Regions from separate parts of the Nothobranchius furzeri genome. Here region 2 is linked to region 1. The links are chromatin contacts, called in public Micro-C maps. All regions are on one chromosome and are shown on one strand. The core of a region is the stretch at or near the end of the contact, and the rest is flanking DNA. Distances in the headings are between cores, read along the strand shown.

Region 1 (3,011 bases), core at 440-2,939:
GCTGACAACATCGCTTCATCTGTCAGCGACGGCCTCCTCACTCATCAGTGTTGGCCAATAGAGGCAACATCCTAACCCGTGTGTGAAAATGCCCCTCATTTCCTTACTGAAACACCTCTGATTGTTGTAAAACATCCTTCTTCTGAAAAGCTGTATGTATATATATATTCTCTCCTTCTCTGACCTCAATATAAAGGCATCCTGCAGTCCCCCCTCCCACTCTACATGGCTGACCTCACCTTAGACGGAGCGCGAGGAGAACGAAAAATAGGGCCGATTGTTGTGCAGACACAAACCTCGGGTTTCTATGGCAGCCTGACAGTTTTGTCCTGATTACAGGAGTGTGTGGATTGTGTTACAGAGGTGGTGGAGGCGCGGGGGCTTAGCCATTTGAGCGGCTGTGCCAGTGATGGTCGCCTGTGGAGATTCACAGAAAACTGCCTTTTTTAGAGTATTAAAGCCAGACACTTAAAAACGGACAAACTGTGGGAAACACAAAGTCAATGAGGGTTAGATAGCACATCTCCTCCTCGTACTCTCCATCTCACGTGGATGTGAGTCACTGGTTAGGTTTTTCTAGTTTGCAGATCTGGACATACTTGCTTGTGTTAAGATGGATAGAACCAGTTAAATTCATTAAACGTTACAGCATCGATATTCAGAGACGGCTCTGCACTCACACTTGGCCTGAACTCGAGTCTGTTTCTAATTTTATCAAATATTTGCAGCCTCTTTCTTCTGTGAAACATTTGGCACCGCAGCCTATAGCTCATGTTTTAACACAACGTCACCACACATTTGCTCGAAACGCTTACCATCTCACCCGTTAAAGTTTTAAATCTGCACCACCGGCGCTGCGTTTTTGAGTCGCAGCTGAAATTTAAAACCAGCAAAAATAAATCAATAAATAAACAGCTAAACGAAGAGATAAACAGGAGAAATAAACAGAAACTGGACGAAGTATCGGCTCAGTCGATCCGTAGCGACGGAGTTTATTGTAATAAATTCCACTAAAACAATAATAAAAACGACAGTATAAGAATCAGCCTTTTTATATCATATAAACTAAAATGTACATGTTGTTCTCTGTTAAGTAAATGTGGACTAGATGCACATTTTTAATTATCTACTTTTCTGATTCTTTTAGAGAAATTTCTTAGTTTTCTGATATTTTTATAACGTTTATGACAACATTTTCTTTATTTCTTCCTAAATAACCTAAATAACCAACTGTGGTGTGCAGCTTTAAAAAATAACATTTGCATGAATGAACCACTGATATTTAAGCAATGGGAGCTGGTTTCAGACAACAGAAATTGGATTTGGATGTGGCTTCATGCACTAAAAACTATTTTAGCTGCAAACTGAGTTATTTAAAAAGGCTATTTATAAGATAAGAAGGCAAATATGATTTTTACCAAAAAAAAAAAAGAAGTGATTTAAATTAATAGCCACGTGTTTCATGACATAAATCTGGATTTCCTGCCTTGTTTGCTAAATCTTCATCAACAGGTTACTGTGGTGTGTCAGCACAGCTCAACAAATGTAAGTCAACTCTGAGACACTTCCTCCAACTCTGAAGTGGCAAAAACAAAAGAAAACAAAAAAATCTCTGTACTACATTATATTCTGTAGCAAGGCCCGTGATTACGCAAGTTCTACACTGAATTCCTCAGAGTGGAGAAAACTGGCATCTAGCTGCAGAAGTGTTTCAGGGTAGGAAGGAGAAAGCAGGGAGGAGAGAGGTGAGAGAGGGTGGGGGCAAAAAACCAGACGGAGGGGAAAGCTGTAACCCAGCGAGCTAGCCGAGGTGTTTATGTCAGCGAGCCTTAGAGAGTATTCTTAGCTTGTTTGTGTATAATTGAAGTTGCGGGATGTGGCGCCGTACCACAGAAAAATGTAATAATTCTCCCTTTTTATGGCGTTGTTTTGACATTCCCAAAGCTCGGCTGCTGGCCTGGCACAGTAACCTGAGTGTGATTTACTGCTCTGCTGAGTACACGCTGTGGTACTGATCTAACCGTTTGTATCGCAACGGGGTACAAAACCATCAGAATTCCACATCAACTGATCAGATCAGATGCCATCAAAGTCTAAATTAACAACATCCCAAAATCATTATTGTCTTTGTTTTTTATTTTTTTATTTTTTGTCAAATTGTTACTGGATTTAACTTCACATCAGAACAAAAAACAGAAATTATGAATTGCACTCAAATAATAAAGGTCAACTTCATTGGCAAAACTTTTTGTTTGTTTCTGATTATAATCAGTCACTCGGTTTTTTTATGCAGGCTGAACATGAAAACAGTCTCCTACACCTATCTCCTGCATTAGCTTCTGATAGAAAATAAATGGTAAGACTCTAGGATTTGAAAATCCTGACAGATCTACATCACACGGTCACTCGTGGACTCACCCATCTTGACTCGCGACGGGGAAGGCTGTTGTTGGTTTAGCACTCAGGAAACATCAGAGAACATCTCGGCAGGTAGAGCCTAACAGTAGAGTCGCTTTGCTTTTATCTAATCAGAGGGGAGATGTCAAAATATCATGAAATGTGACTCCATAACCTAAATGGCCCGCCCTAAAACAAGCGCACCAGAGCTTTTTTTCCCCCAGAGAACAAGTTACTTGCCTTCATACCTGCTGGAGACAACTGCAAATATATAAAAAATGTGAGTTAAACAAGCGATGAGGATATTTTAGACAATTGTTGAAAATTAAAACAGGAAAACAAATTGAAATGTAATTTTTTACATTTTTAAAATCTCTTTAGACTGTTTTTAAGACCCATATGCAAAAGAAAACTATGTTTCGGTGTCAACAGGTACAAAAACCAACACGAACTGCAGCTTCTTCTGCCACCTGCTGGTAAAAACAGGAAATGCTCCTCTTGCTTATCATGGATGTGATGGATTAACCTCTCTGCAGGATGATTATGTCAAGAAAGAGTGGAGAAAATTAGAATTTTAATCTAATATAATGCTTTGAGTGTTCCAGTGTTCTCTA
Region 2 (2,700 bases), core at 127-2,626, 89 kb before region 1:
TTTGGCATTCTATTTGGAGAAATTCATTTCAGATTACTGCTAGAAGAAGTTAGCTGCCAGGCTGGAAGCTACTTGTAAACAGAGGTTGCTCGAGGATAATTGGGTGTTCTCTCTCAAGTGCATTATTTTCAAAACATGGGTGGTTCTTTCCTGAAATTAAGAATAATTACCCACCATACCTTTAAGGATATGTTTTTAATATTTATTTCATTTCTATATACTAATACAACTGATCAAAATCAATGAAATCAATTTCAGCAATGAATTAATTTGAAATCGATAAATTTGCCCTTAAGTTGGGCTTGGCCCCCGGTGTTTTATCAGCCATTAACGCCCCTGCAGATCGTCGGTGCTCCCGGGATTTGAGCGCTCCGGGATGCCGTGTTCCTCCACCGTGCGTAAATCCAGTCCGGTTTTTCCGTGCTGCTCGCGGCCACCTTATCCGTGGAGCTATGTGTTTTTGTGTGAGACGCTGACTCTTGTTTAGAGGAGAGAGAGAGAGAGCGAGAGAGACCCGCAGCCTGCGTTTACCGAGGGCGAGCCGCGTGATTTCATCCTCTGGATTTATACAAGATTGTACTTCATCTTTCTTTTATTTTCTCGTTTACGTGGGGATAAAAGCGAAGAAAGACAAGAAACACTCTTAAGGGCAACTGCGTGGACACACTTCTCCCTCCCACCCCAGCCGAGGTCGTCTAGCTGGAGACCCATTCTCCTGCGTGGCACAAGTCTGGTATTTTCTTTCAGCTGCAAATCCGGCAGGGATACGTCCGAGCGGAGGAGCTGAGAAATTGGTTTAAAACAACTACAACACGGCTTCCTTACACCCCTAAACCCCGTTTTAGCCTAGTGGCACAAAGAAGGACAAAAAGGAAGGTTTTTCATTCATTTCCCAGCCACCCAGCCACCACCCCTGTGGATCTGGACGTGTTTTTTTGCCCCCCTCCTCCTCCTCCTCATCATCCCCATCATCCCCATCCATTCTCACAGGGGGACTCCTGTGAAAGGCTGTGGCTTTAATTCTTCTAAAGGCAGCTGATAAAAGCATCCAGGCAACATATTTGTACCGTTACCGCCTGCCCTGGACGCGCACTGCTGTTTTCAGGAGATGGAGAATGAAGATGGGGATTACCATCATTTATCCAGGAGAAACACTGGCCTGCGTGCCACACCAGCCAAAGTGCACAGTGATTGGCAAAAATAGCAGACATTTTAAGTAATTAAAGAAAACTCCCATTTTTTATCACTTGTGCGCATTTATTTATATTTTAACGCGATACACAGACTGCCAAAGAGAACCCCCTCCCTTTTTTAGGCTACATGCATTTATCATGTTCCTTCTTTTTACAGAAGTGGATGTGTACAACATTTTTCTTTAGTTTTCGTTTGATACCCACATTTTTCTTTTTATTTTCTTTTTTGAGAGGAAAATAATGATCTGGAACGAGAGATCAGGACCATCCATGGGTAGCCTGACCTTGTTTTGGGGTTTGCTGCTGTCTATCTCCACTATCCACATAAGCTCCATATATGGAGAGAGTAAGTATTCATTATGTTTTGTTTTAATGCCAGAATTTATTGCTTTATCAGAATGAGGCCTGGAAAACAGAAGAAGGGGGCGCGCGTTTGGTTACCTGGTTTAACCTCTTCAGAATCCTCCTCCCGGCTGGTGGAGAAAAACAAACCAGTTAAAAGGTTGTATGTCAAATAATTAATAATAGTATTCAACATTAGGGATTAGTTTTGAATCTGATGATCAAACAAAATTAAAAATAGACTTTTTATTAAGTCATTTTATATTCAAAGAGGACCATGTGGTGCGTTAAAATGGACAAAAGCCACTAAATCGTCCACATGTTATTTAGCAGATAAACCCCTTTTTATCCCAGCACACAGGAGGATCTTTTAAATCGTAGCTCTCCCATTTATTTATTTTAAAGTCGCCATGAGGCAGAGGATGAATCCAGAGAGCGGAGCTGAAGGTTACTACGACCATGTGGCCATTTTGCATTTTGTAGTGTGGCCTCGCTGCGCATGAACAGCCAAATTCAGACAATCCTCTGCTCTTTTTAACACATTAAACTCACACACAGTGGATCAGAAACGAGCAGAGATTTAAAATAATCACAAATATCACATAAAACGTGTTAAATCTATCATTTCTATCAGTTTATTATACAAATTCCGGAGTTTTTATCACATCTGTGATTTTAAAATGACAGGTACAAAAATATAGTCTTTAACTTTTGTATGACACAGTACTGAACGTGTATTATCCTGTAGGGCTGTAAACTGCAAATATACGTTTTACCCATTTTGTGAATTTAGTTTATTTTAATTCATTTAAATGCACAGGTACGTTTTTGTTAACTGTTGTTCTGTCAGCTGTTCGAGTCAATAACAGCAGCTCCTTTCTGTTCAGTGATTAACATCAGTTTATCCTCATGGTTGAAGATTAATCAGACTTCCTGTGAAAACTTAATAATTGACACATTGAATGGAAGGAGCACCTGAACTGTTTGGGGACACAATAAAAAATCTCAAAATTAATGTAGTTTTCAGTTTTACTGAATTGAATAGTTTGCATTCTTGTGTTTTCCTGATACTTTTTTCCACTCAGGCATGGGAAGAAGGCATGCAGACTGACCCTTATTAGCATTCAAATAGATGGAAATATTTACTTATTCCTGCTGACCAGCG

What was found. A called contact is a pair of places that touch in the nucleus more often than the background predicts.
Region 2: a contact with region 1 is called in a Micro-C map of tail fin, with 5 times the contacts expected there. The contact joins the promoter of igf1ra here to the enhancer-like site in region 1. A contact is called at or near these places in 2 of 2 Hi-C or Micro-C datasets (skeletal muscle and tail fin).

Annotation. Positions count from the first base shown.
Region 1 is chr4:70,244,314-70,247,324 of NfurGRZ-RIMD1, reverse strand. All of the region lies in intron 20 of igf1ra (insulin-like growth factor 1a receptor), which reads left to right. Among protein-coding and RNA genes, the nearest start is that of pgpep1l, 36 kb to the right of the region's middle. Within about 2 kb of position 1,689, at least 1 of the 3 cell types and tissues checked has an H3K27ac peak or open chromatin away from gene starts, as enhancers often do. A contact at or near this core is called in tail fin, where this site is marked.
Region 2 is chr4:70,333,674-70,336,373 of NfurGRZ-RIMD1, reverse strand. It overlaps igf1ra (insulin-like growth factor 1a receptor), which reads left to right and starts at 1,376. Exons shown (of 21, transcript NM_001323792.1): 1 at 1,376-1,539. The coding sequence starts at 1,434.